Linked DNA regions of Pan troglodytes: region 2 is linked to region 1. The links are chromatin contacts, called in public HiChIP or PLAC-seq maps. All regions are on one chromosome and are shown on one strand. The core of a region is the stretch at or near the end of the contact, and the rest is flanking DNA. Distances in the headings are between cores, read along the strand shown.

Evidence for each region. HiChIP or PLAC-seq counts read pairs in DNA pulled down with a chosen protein or histone mark.
Region 2: a contact with region 1 is called in an H3K4me3 HiChIP or PLAC-seq map of stem cell-derived excitatory neurons, with 9 times the contacts expected there. The contact joins the promoter of HS3ST3A1 here to the promoter of COX10 in region 1. A contact is called at or near these places in 1 of 7 Hi-C or Micro-C datasets (stem cell-derived neural progenitor cells) and 1 of 1 datasets of contacts at active chromatin or transcription factors (stem cell-derived excitatory neurons).

What each region holds. Positions count from the first base shown.
Region 1 is chr19:56,627,349-56,634,004 of NHGRI_mPanTro3-v2.0_pri, reverse strand. COX10 (cytochrome c oxidase assembly factor heme A:farnesyltransferase COX10) reads left to right here and starts at 2,415. Exons shown (of 7, transcript XM_024350477.3): 1 at 2,415-2,556. The coding sequence starts at 2,514. LOC107969247 (a long non-coding RNA gene) reads right to left here and starts at 2,400. Exons shown (of 7, transcript XR_010153264.1): 1 at 2,180-2,400.
Region 2 is chr19:57,095,506-57,101,352 of NHGRI_mPanTro3-v2.0_pri, reverse strand. It overlaps HS3ST3A1 (heparan sulfate-glucosamine 3-sulfotransferase 3A1), which reads right to left and starts at 4,382. Exons shown (of 2, transcript XM_511827.8): 1 at 3,784-4,382. The coding sequence starts at 4,382.

The DNA.
Region 1 (6,656 bases), core at 1,166-3,665:
ATAAAAACCTATGCATTCATTTGTGTACTTGGCCTTACCTTGTGCCCATTTTTGGAAAAAAATTTAAAACAAAGGAAATATCTGTTGGTCAAGAAGGTGCATGTCTATTAAACCCCTTGCCTATCATAAGCCTAGAGAACTTGGGAGTTAGTGAAATATAACATTCATGTTAATCAACCTTTTAGACATGGTTGTGTTGTGAAGTAAAAGCTGGAATCCAGTATTCTCAGTTCTGTATATCATTATCACCAGCGGTGCTTTAAAGAGAAAATTACAGGTCTCTCTACATCTATCATACACCTCTTCAGATTCAGTGGGTCTAGAGGTGGCTTAGACATCTATAATTTTTTAAAGTCCTACATTTGATTCTGATAGGCTGCCAAGGTGAAAAACACTAAGTTTTATAAATCACAGAAGTTATGACTCTTCAAGATGCTTAGGTGAGTAACGCCTTATGGCATGGTGAAAATAACACTCTCACAGGTTTCAGGGACTCAGGTCTTGGTTCCGGCACTCAACAGCTAGGTAACTTTGAGCAGATTACTTAAAACTCTTTGGGCCTTAATGTGCCAGACTTAGAGAGGCTAACTTTTGCTCTAGGTTTAAACAACAAGTGTTTATAAAAGCACACGGAAAATTATAAAGAGTTCAAAAACTTTTAACGTAGTACTTAATGCTATTTTCCTCTTTATGGAGTGTCCTTTCCCTTTCTTTTATGCTGTAAAAATCTTTTTTTTTTTTTTTACTTTAAGATCTAGGGTACATGGGCACAACGTGCAGGTTTGTTACATATGTATACATGTGCCATGTTGGTGTGCTGTACCCATTAACTCGTCATTTACATTAGGTATATCTCCTAATGCTATCCCTCCCCCTCCCCCCACCCCACAACAGGCCCCAGTGTGTGTGATGTTCCCCTTCCTGTGTCCAAGTGTTCTCATTGTGTATGCTGTAAAAATCTTACTGTTCCTTCCAGAGCACCAAGTTTAGATCTCTGAAGCTTTCCTTAAACCAACTGCACAGAAATGTTACCTCATCAGGGTTTCTGCAGCACTTTGTATACTACTCCTATCACACTGATAGTGACAATCGACAGCCTCTTGTCCCCTCATTGGTCTAGTGTTAAGCTCCTACAGAATCGGGCGGGGGGTGTCTTAATCTCTTCAGCGTCCCCTGTGCCTAGCAATGTTAGTTGAGGTGAACCAAAACGGCTATCCTCTCATCATTGAAAACACAGGAAAAAATGGCCTTTTTAGAACCCAATTACCTATTTTTTCTCTTCTTTTTCAAAAGCGGAATCTTTTCTTCAATCTACTTTTTACTAGTGGAACCCCAATCTGAAAAGAAGATCGAGGGGTTGGGGGATGCTGAGATCTACCCCGGTAATCACAACACTTATGATAACACAGGTAATAATCTATTAGTGCCTGTACCTAGTAGGTGTCTGGCTACCCATGAAACACATTTATCTAATTCTCTCAACCTCTTATAAAAGATGTACCATTATTACTCCATTGTATTGCTAGATAACTGAGGTTCAGAGGACTTAGGTAATTTGCTCCAACAAGGTCACAAGGCCAGAACTAGAATACGGATTTCACTCCAGACCACCAAATCTGAACCTCTACATGCAATCTGGAGATATCTGGATGATTCAGTTCCTTTAGTGTGGCTCAGAAACAAGTAACCCGGAGTTCCTCTGGGCTCCCATTTGATAGAGACTATGGTAAAGTGTAATTGATTAGACGTGGAGGTGGAAGCATCCCCACGAGAACCATTTCCTCATGATGCTCCTGTCACCGGGAAGTGTTCTAATTTTAACTTTATTTTTATTTTAAAATTTATTTTTAGAGACAGGATCTCACTGTGTCGTCCAGACTGCAGTGCAGTGGCGCAATCACTGCAACCTCGACCTCCCAGGCTCAAGCGATCCTCCCGCCTCAGCCTCCTGAGTAGCTGAGACCACAGGCACGCGCCACCACACCTGGCTAATTTTACATTTTTTGTAGAGGCGGGGTCTCGCTTTGTTGCCCAGGCTGGTCTCGAGTTCCCAGGATCAAGCGATCCTCCTGCCTCGGTCTCCCTAAGCACTGGGATTGCAGGCGTGAGCCACAGCGCCTGGCCGCTGTAACTTTAAATTGGCCGGGAGGACTCTGCGGCCCAACCCTGCCCACCTCACCCGGTCACCGGAGGATGCCTGTCAACTTCTGGGAGCTGCAAGCGTGGGCCGGCCAGTCGTCCGCGCGCGGCTTTTTCATCAGGACAACGGAGGCACACCGTGCTTTGCGGTTCCCGGAAGTCCTTCAGGCCTCAGACCTGTCAGCCCGCCACACTCCAGCCAGTCCCTTCCGATCACCTCCAGACACCACGCTCTCCTTTCCGAGCCCGCCCGCCGGAAGTGACGGCCCGGAACTACTCCCACAGGGGGGCGGGGAAGGAAGATGGCGGCGCCCAGCGTCCCGTGAGGAGAGAGGACACAGGGATCCCGGGGAGCGGCCCCAGACTCGTAAATTATGGCCGCATCTCCGCACACTCTCTCCTCACGCCTCCTGACAGGTACTGTACCCGCCTTGGGCACGACCTTGGGGGAAATTCTTCTCTTATTACCACGTGCGAGGCCGTGGTTCCGGCTGGCTGCAACCTTGGGGAGCCCTTGGCGAGGTTGGCCGGCCACCGGTGTGGTGGGGGAAATGACCTCTGGAGTAGCTTGGAGTGAAGAGGCCACGGAGCTAGGGTCCAGTCTTGCACTGTGGCTTTAGTGGTCCACACAGCCTCCTCCATCCGGCTTCTGCGGAAGAGCGGTGTCTTCCTGCTTCTTTAGGTTTTCAGATAGCGGAAGCTGGAGGAGAGGGCAGAGCAGAACCTTGGGGTTCCACAGTCCTCCTTATCAGAGCCTCAGCTTCTAGCCACTGGCTTGCAATGACAAGGAAGGTGCTTTGCTTCCACTCAGAAGCCTTGTTCCAATATAAAGGGTCATGATGACAACGGTGATGATAATGACAGTTGCAGACAGCGGAGTGTAGTCTCCATCAGACTTTTGTCTCTGTACCGCCAGAATGGTCTTTAATATCCTTTCACTCGAAGAAACTAATGACAAATGTATATTGGAGCTGGAATGTTCTTCCTTGACTCTTGGTAATGGCTCATCTCAAATGTCACCTTTTCAGAGAGGCCTTTATAGAGACCACCCTATATAAACTAGGGCCCCCTACTTCTTTCTTTTCACATCATTCCATTTATTTCTTTCATTATGGTTAGCACAGTCTATACTTGTTTATTTATATACTCGTTTATTATTTGTTTTTCCCAACTAGAATATAAACCTTGTGATGGCAGGGACAGTGTCCATCTGTGTTTCCAGTGCCCAGAACAGTACTTAGTGTACATTGTTTGCTCCCAATAGTTATTTGTGGATGGATGCAATTTGTCCCCATGGAGATCTTAAAGAGGACGTTAGATGATTAACTAATGGGTGTGTGAGGAATGTGATGCCGGTGGTGCATATTAGAGGCCAGATAAGAGAAGCCAGGGACTGCCTTTTGATCACATCCCAGAAACATTTTTCAGTTGTCACCTACCACACACAAGCTCTCTGCACCATCTGGTGATGTTGACACTGTGACTCCATGAAATTGCGTTCTTCGTTCTTTTTCGTAAAGTTATTTTATGGCTGTCTTCTGGTCTGTGTGATTCCAGGGCAATTCATTTGACTTTTCTGGAATTGAGTTTACTCATCTATAAAATGACGTAATTGAAGTAGGTGATCTCAAAGGTCCTGTTTGGTTTGTAAAGTGGAGAGGTAGAATAGATGAAACAGGATTGGCTAGGGTCTGGTAATTGTTGAAGCTTGGGGATAAGTAATGGCGGCTCATGGTACTCTTCTGCTTTTACACATGGCTGTGATTTTCCATAATGAAAAGTTGTTGTTTGTTGTTTTTTAAAGTCCTGTGATTCTTTTTTGAATCACTTCTTTGTTACATTCTACCATCCCTGACTGTGAATGTTCTTTGATCCTGATCCTGGGCACTCATTCTCAGAGAACTCATCCTTTTCTGTTGCTTCAAATATCTTCTCTGTATGGAGGTTTTTCCAGCATGCATCCTTCAGATTAGCTGTTTTTCTGCCTTTCCATTCTATATTGTCAGCTATAGGACAATTCTGCTTGACTACTGTGAATTGCCCAGTTCCAGTAGGTGGGCTGCATGTGGCCCATATGGTTTGTTGCTGCATCAGTCTTTGCAGTGGTGGTATGGAAGGAATTAATAGACAGCTTACTCCCTGAAGCTGTGAACATGATTGCCAAAAACTCTGCTAGTAAGTGGTCTGTATAACTTCCTGTGATCCATTTGGAAGATCTACTAAGAGAGCTTGATGGGGAAGCAGCATGGTGGGACAAGGTGGCAGAGAAGGTAAACTGGGACAGTGTTAGTGATCGAGTAGTATCATGCCTGATTTTGCTTCTAAAAGTTCTAAGTATTTTACAGCCATTTAAAAACTGTCATCACTGGCTGGGCGCAGTGGCTTACACCTGTAATCCCAGAACTTTGGGAGGCCAAGGCAGGTGGACCACTTGAGGTCAGGAGTTCAACACCAGCCTGGTCAACATGGTAAAATGCCTTCTCTACTAAAAATACCAAAAGAAAAAAAAAAAAATTAGCCAAGTGCAATGGTGTGCACCTGAAATCCCAGTTACTTGGGAGGCTGAGGCAGGGGAATCGCTTGAACCCAGGTGGCAGAGGTTGTAGTGAGCCAAGATCGTGCCACTGCACTCCAGCCTGGGTGACAGAGTGAGACTCCATCTCAAAAAATAAAAAATAAAATAAAAAATGTCAGCATTTTTTAGCTATTTGTCTCCTTACCTAATTTTAAACGTCCTAAAATCAGGAGCCAGTGTTGATGGTGAATAATAGATATGGTCTTATGCTTCCAGAATTTTAATGTATCTATTATAATCTTTGTGTATCTCCAAACTTACATTTGTTTACACAAGGCTGAAATGTCTTTCAGTTTCTAGGCACTGGTTCATAAAAATGTGACATGTTTCAACGAAATGAAATGTCAGTTTCATAGCTGTTTTTTCTTCTTACTACCATTCTGTAAAATCTCAGTTTGACCCACGTAATCTTTTTTTTGTTGTTGTTGAGATGGAGTTTTACTCTTGTTGTCCAGGCTGGAGTGCAATGGCACAATCTTGGCTCACTGCAACCTCCACCTCCCAGGTTCAAGCAATTCTCCTGCCTCAGCCTCCTGAGTAGCTGGGATTACAGACGCCCACCACCACAGCCGGCTAAGTTTTGTATTTTTAGTAGAGACGGGGTTTCACTGTGTTGGCCAGGATGGTCTCGAACTCCTGACCTCAGGTGATCCCCCAACCTTGGCCTCCCAAGTAGCTGGAATTACAGGCATGCACCACCATGCCTGGCTAGTTTTTTGTATTTAGTAGAGATGGGGTTTCACCATGTTGGTCAGGCTGGTCTCGAACTCCTAACCTCAGGTAATCCACCCACTTAGTCATGAGAGTTATTTTCCAAGGTGGTTCCAAGACAAACACATTCTCATGTTTATGGAAAACAAGCATGTCATAATTAACTCAGGTTTGAGACTATAATTTCAATGAAGAAGTGATTTATCTCCAGTCTAAGAAAATTGTGATGTATTTCTTGGGGTTGTGATAGTTCTCCTTCCCATAGTCCAGGTGTGCTGTGTGGGCTATCTAGTCATCAAACATCATTTCCTTATTATATAAAAGTGCTCTGCTAGCTGTTTTACAAAGGTGGTGAGTAAAGGAGAATTCTTGCCATCAAGGAACTAAAAAATTAGATGATGGGAACAATTTGCATGAAGAAGTGTCATGCAACATGGCATAAAGTGACAGAGTAGTTGACAAAGACAGAAAATTTGACAGAGTGGTGTGCAAATAAGGAAACGATAGAAACAGATGAACAAATGGTGAAATGTGTGGTGTTTTCAGTGGAGGGTCATGGGCGATGTTGCTTTGGTGGGTTGTGTGAGTAATATGTATTTAGTAATATGTAACAGGAAGAAAACTGTTGCCTCTGGGAACGTGGATTGGAGAGGAAAGGAAGTATTGAAGGCAGGAGGACTGGCTTGAATGCTGCTATCGTTACCATAGTCCAAATGTAAGATGATGAATGTAAGATGATCAGTAAAAATGGGAAGAAGTGGACAGATCTGACCTATATTTCAGAGTAGATTGGACTTGATGATTGTTAATTGATAACAGGAGAGTTCAAGATGTTCCTGAAGTCTTCAGATGTTCCTGAAGTCTTAAGTAACGGTTTTATGTACAATAGGGAACAGAGTAGAGATTGGTTGAGAATAAAACGCTCTTAAAGACATTTTGCAATCCATCCATATAGAGATACCAAGAGAGGAGATGGAAATAGACCTGATGACTCTAGAAGTGGTTTGAAGATCAGAAATTATCCTATAATTACATTTGCTCAGGGACAATATTTAATGTTCAGAAAGAGGGAACATGAGTACCTTAAGGTGGCATACATAGCAAGAATAGACACCATCTGCAACTGAGAAATAGAATGCAGAGAACCAGGAACACTTAGTGTCATGGAAGCCTTCGGGAGAATCTGTAGTGTTCTATGGCTTGTCAGAGGCTTGAATAGGAGGAGGACCAA
Region 2 (5,847 bases), core at 3,133-5,632, 470 kb before region 1:
CTCGGATTTCATTTCAAACTCTTCACACAGAAGGGGCTTGCACAGTACAGGAGGGTGGGAAACTGCACATGGAGGGACTTTGCAGCTGCTCCCAGCTGCTACGAAATGCCAATTTCTCCTCCTAGGACTCGAAAGGGCCTCTGCTCAGTATGCCTCTCTAATGGACTTGAAAAACGGGGCCATGATCATTCGAGGCCAGAAAATTTCAAATTTTGATGAAGTCAGGGGAGCACTAGTTCCTAAACTGTGAGCTGGACAATCTTTGATCTTCCTGTATGCTCTAGAATAAAATGATTCTAGTGATATCCTTCTCTGCTGAAATTGTCCAGACTTGCTAAAGAAAAGAAACTGAAATATAAGAAATAGACATGCTAGTGTAAGAGACTGGATAATAAATATTTCCTATCTTGTACCAAAATAATAGACTGAAATATTATTGAATCTAAACATTTATATACATACATATGTATGTGTATGTGTACACACATATTTAACTACTTTATTAATAAGTATCTTTTAGCTTACAAGAAAAAGGAGACATACCTTTTAGTTGGTACAGACAGAAACAAGCAGAAGAGAGCCTCCTTATTAAATTCTAAGCTCGCCTGCTCTTGAACTACAGTAGAGGTATTCGGTCCTGACTTCCAGCAAAGATCTCAATGTTTTGAAGCTAAGGAAACTTTTTCCTTTCCTTTATGAAGCCACCATACATACAAGAGAAATGGACACTATTCATTGCAAGGGACTGCTTTACCGTGACATGCGAGCCACAGACATTTGTTTTAGTGATATCATGTCTGCTAAATTAAGTAATGAGGAGTGTTTTTTTTTTAAACTCCACCAGGGTCGAGTTTCTCAGCATATAAAAATTTGCCTTTGTTTTATTTATTTTAGAGAAAGTCTATTAGGACATTTAAATTAGTGAGAATAATTTTCTTTCTAGAGACTTTGAATAATAAATATTTTCTTTATCTTTACTACAAATGTGTTCAAATGAAGGAAGTGTTTATTACTTCACTCTTGGAAAAAACTTCATAAAGTATTTTATTTTCTTCCCAGTGAGAGTAATTGACTGAAAAAGTTCAGCAACAGGCATTTCTAACTCACAAACTCATTCTCCAAGACACTTTCTTCAAACTTGCTAATTGCAGCAGATTTGTCCCTTTGTGAGGACAGTAGGTGGCACTGCCACCACAAACTATCATGGCTAACTGAGTGATTTCACTGGGCAAAAAAAGGCTAGACCTTTTAGGATTCTCCCGTGTCAATGTACACCTAAAAATAATTATATGGGTTTTTCTCTTCCATAATTCACTGCTGGGTGCAAAATCTGGAATTTATTTCTGTTTGTGTGTGTGTCTGTGATAGTGTGGTCATAAGTGTGTGGTACAACTCCTGTATTGCAAAGTTTGGGCTGACTCATGCAGGTCTAACTGAATCCCCTGTTCTAAACTATTAGCTAAATATAAGTAGCTAAAATGCACTTAATATTTAAGTGGCATTCTGGGTGGGAGATTTTTTTTTCATAGACGAGCCTTCAGTCTTGCTCACAAACATCAAACTCCAAGTTCAGAGCCAAGATGAAAGAGAACTGTGGGGAAATTTCATTAAATAATCACATAATCCAGGCTCCACAGGTTGGATTTTTTTTAAATAAGTTTCCTATGTAATTGAGTTAAACGTAAATTTATGCATCCAATAAAAAACCACTGCAAATGGAAAAACAAAGACATTGCTCCAACACTTAGAAAATTAAATTCACCAAACCGTGAAGTCTACTGTGCAGTTATTTTTGTAACCACCATAAATTGCTTTACAAAACTCTTCTGCTGCAGTAAACAATCCAAGAAGAGATTTACTTTATAGCATGCATTCAGTTTCCAAAGGAAAGAGTGGCCTACAAGTTTATGACTCTTTTTTTTCTTTCTTTCTTTCTTTTTAAAAAAAATACTTGTGTTTCTAGTTACCTTGAAACCTTCCTCCCCTTACAGGAGCTCAGAAAGGTCCACGGAAAATAAGATCCAGGTCTGCAGATACACTGTGCCCTCAAATACTCATTTCTGGAATAAGAAGAAACAATCCTACTTTGTGGAAATAAAGTTTATATGGCAAAAGGAAAATAAAGGGTTTTAGTACTAAATATTTCACCATATTTAATAGCACCTCAGAGCCCAACGTAGTGTTAGATGTTTCAGACAGTCAGCTTGAAATGTGTTCGCTTACAGCACGGTACGAGGCTGAATTCAATGCAAACTGCTATAGATAAGAGTTTTAGGGGTCTTTAATCACTTCTTTCTCGTGTCCTTGATGGAAAAAACAGAGCTGCCTTTGTGCTAAAAAGAAGGACCTGTTGTTTCCAGATTGGACAGGTCATTTTTATAAGAACTTCCCAGAGGATACAACATAAATGACAGAAACACAAGGGGATATTTTAAGTGGCTGATGATTTTAAATGATATATCATCTATATTAAGGGAAGGTTGTTTGTTTTTTCTTTCCAACAAATGGAAAGTTACTGTTTTAAAAGTGTTTAATGTTCAAATTCTATTTTTAGGGCCAAATCTTTTCTCTCTGAGTGGATTTACTGTAAATTCGGCTCCTGAAATCAATCTGAGACTGCAATTAGCCCCTCAAGTAAATAAACTTGTCAAATCATATCCATTTCTGTGTTGGGGATGAATGATTAATTTAATGGGCTTTTTGAAAATACCTAAATTGTGTTGTAATTTTTGTAACATTGTTTCAGTTAAAATAACAAAGAGAATGCATCTTTTATGAACAAGATAAACTTTATAAAATGGAAAATTCTAGCAACATAATTTTTACTGGTACTTTGAAGAAAGAAAAAAAAAAGCCAATATATTATGGCAAACAAAATCCAGGCAACACTAGCTTTATTAGAATCTGGCTGATTTTATTATTAAAGGTGGTCTGAATTTGAAGAGACTGGCAAATTTAAGATTAAGATCTAAGCCAGACTTATTTCCTAAACTGTATTGGCAAAGTTGTGCCAATGTATTTTTCTCTCTTTTGTCTTCTTCTTTTAATTGGCTACCTTATTTGTAAAGAGGATTGAAGATCTTTAGAAAAGTTTCTGTCAGTCAAAAGACAAAAGTTACTTTTCCCTGCAAATATCAAAAGCACTTTACAAAACTCATTCCTTGCCCTCAAACAAAAGTTATTGCCAAGCGTCCTTTAAAATACAGAGCCTGGTTGCTTTCCCTTGCTCAGACAGACATATATTTTCCAAACTACCCAGATTCTCTGGTTCTTGACACTTTTACTAAGTCTCTATATTACTTCCCACCTAGGACAACTATCTGGCAAAAGGTCAAGGTAAATAAACACCTGATGGTAAAGACTGTGTTAACCACAAAGAACTTTCCAAAAGATAAAGAATGAAAACGGGCTTCCTTGGGAAGGAGAAGGCAATCTATTAATTGTTGAACAGGTTTCTAATTTAGAAGAGACTTTTTTTTTCCTTTAGTTAAATACATGAATACTTTCGCAGAGCAGGAGAAAGAGACCATACTGGCTATTTACTGGCAAGGGATTCCCAAGGATGAAAATTATGAAGGCCAGAATTTCCCTCCCACTCTCTCCTTCAACATCCACTTCCCAGGAAGGAGAAGGCGGAGAGGGAAGAAAGACCCTTGACGACCCTTCGCCTTCTGCATGAAGTGGGGAGGAGGGCGAACTGGGGGTCACCGAGGGCTCCTCCACGTCTTTCCCAGCCCAGGACCCCCGGATCCTTCAGCCCCAGCCCTGGCCCGCCCCGCTCACCGGTACCAGGCGAGGCCCTTGTCGTAGCTGCGGTCGAAGAAGTGGGGCTCGGCGCCCACGGCGCGCACGTCGGGGTGCACGCGCAGGAACTCCAGCAGCGCCCGCGTGCCGCCCTTCTTCACTCCGATGATGATGGCCTGCGGCAGCTGCTTGCTGCCTTCGTCCAGGAGCAGCGCCAGGGTCCCCGGCGGGGCCTCGGCCACGGTGCTTCCGGCCCCGGAGCCGCCCGGACCCCCTGACAGGCCAGGGGACTCTTCTTCCCAGGCCGCCTCCTCGCCGTCGTCGCGGGGCGCGGGCGGCCGGCGCCTCCGCCACTGCGGCAGTTGCAGGAGGCGCTTTCTCTGTGCCGCCGCCGGCCACACCGCCAGCTCCCTCGGGCCTCCGGCCAGGACGCCGCCACCAGGGGCCCCCGCCTCCTCGCCGCCGCCGGACAGCCCCACGACGGGGCCGGACAGGGTCTGGCAGCGCTCGGCCAGGCAGTAGAAGACGTAAAGGGACGTGAGCAGGGAGCAGAGCATCAGCAAGAACTTCCGGAAGATGCTGCGGGACAGCGGCTCGGACGAGGTGGAGAGGGCACTGGCCGGGCCCGGAGGGGCCATCCTAGCCGGAGGCGACGTCGGGCAACGCGCCGGCCATGCTAGGCCTGGACCCCGACTGGTGCCAGAGCATCCCCCCGGCGGGCCAGCGCGCTGGACGGAGGCCACATCGCCGTGCGCCCCTGTGGCCGTGCGAACTGTCCCGGGAGGCAGCGGCCGGGGCTCCGCGGGGAAACGGAATCCCGGGGGCCCCGCGCAGGATCCCTGCCTCCAGTCGAGGGGGCGGGAAGGGGAACGCGGGTCCGTGCTTAAGAAACCATCGTCTTAGACTCGCCCAAGTCCTGAGCTTGGGGCAGCCTTGGCCCCTCGGTTCCCCGCAAGAGTAGCCGGAATCGGGGTCTTGGCAGCGGTGTCGAAGGCGTGCGTCTCAGCCCCGGCCCCGAGAGACTTCTCGGCGCGGATCTCCGCTCAGCGATCCTGCATCACTGGCTCGGTCCCCGTGAGGGCACGCGCGGCTGCCGGGCCTCTGCGCTCCGTGCGCTCCAGACAGTGGCGAGCGACAGTGACTTCCAGCCCCGGCTTTCTCTGGTCCCCTTGCCCGCCTGGGCGCGTTCTCTCCGCCCGAGTTCAGGTTCTCTCGGCCAAGGAGCGAGGTCCCCCCGAGTCCCTCTGCCCGAGCGGGAGACAGGAGGCCCGTGCAGAGCCGTCCACCCCTCTCCGTAGCGCCGGGTTGCTCCAAATTGCTCTTGGACCCCACCTGTGAGCCGCGTGGCTGGGCTGGGCTGGGCTGCGCGGGACCTGTCAGCGGCCCCCGCCACTCTGCTCGCAGGCGCTCACCGGCTGCCTCCTGGGCCGCCGCTGCCGCCGCCACACGTGGGACGCCGAGGGCAGCAAACTTGCTGGTGACGTCAACGGCCCAGGCCGGACCAGCCCCCGGACGAGCGCAGCGGGGCGCGGACCAGCGGCCAGGCGGGGCCAGACGGACGGGGTGGGATGGAGAAAAGGTGGCGCGGGCTCCGCAGCAGCCGCCCAATGGCACTGGAGAGGGCGGGGGCGGCAGGGGCGACGCCCCTTCCCCAGTGTCCCCCATTCCTCCCCGCGGCTTCGCCCCCTTCCAGTGGATCCGGTGTCTGCGGCGGCTCCGGGGTTGCCTGAGTGACAGCTAAGGCCGGCCGGATCTCTGGGGGCCTGACTTCCACCCAAGACGCCACTAGCTTGGTGAGGGGCTCCAGAGCTCTCCACCGCAGCTCAGCCCTCCGCAGCCCTGACCCTCTCCAGGTTCCCCGCGCTCTGCTCCCCTCTTGGCACTGTTGCCCTATCCTTCCCCATCCCACTGCTTTCCATCGCCTGGAACCTACTCCTCGTCCCCTTGGAAGTTTTGTTTGCAGCAGTTCCCAGTACTGCGCTGCGCGCCACGCCCCCGTTTGTCTGGAGCAAACCGAATTCCTCTGCAGCAGCTTGGACTTCTACCTACTCAACTGTCTGCTGCGGGTCTTGGAGCAAAGCTCTTTCTCCCATCAGTCTGTTT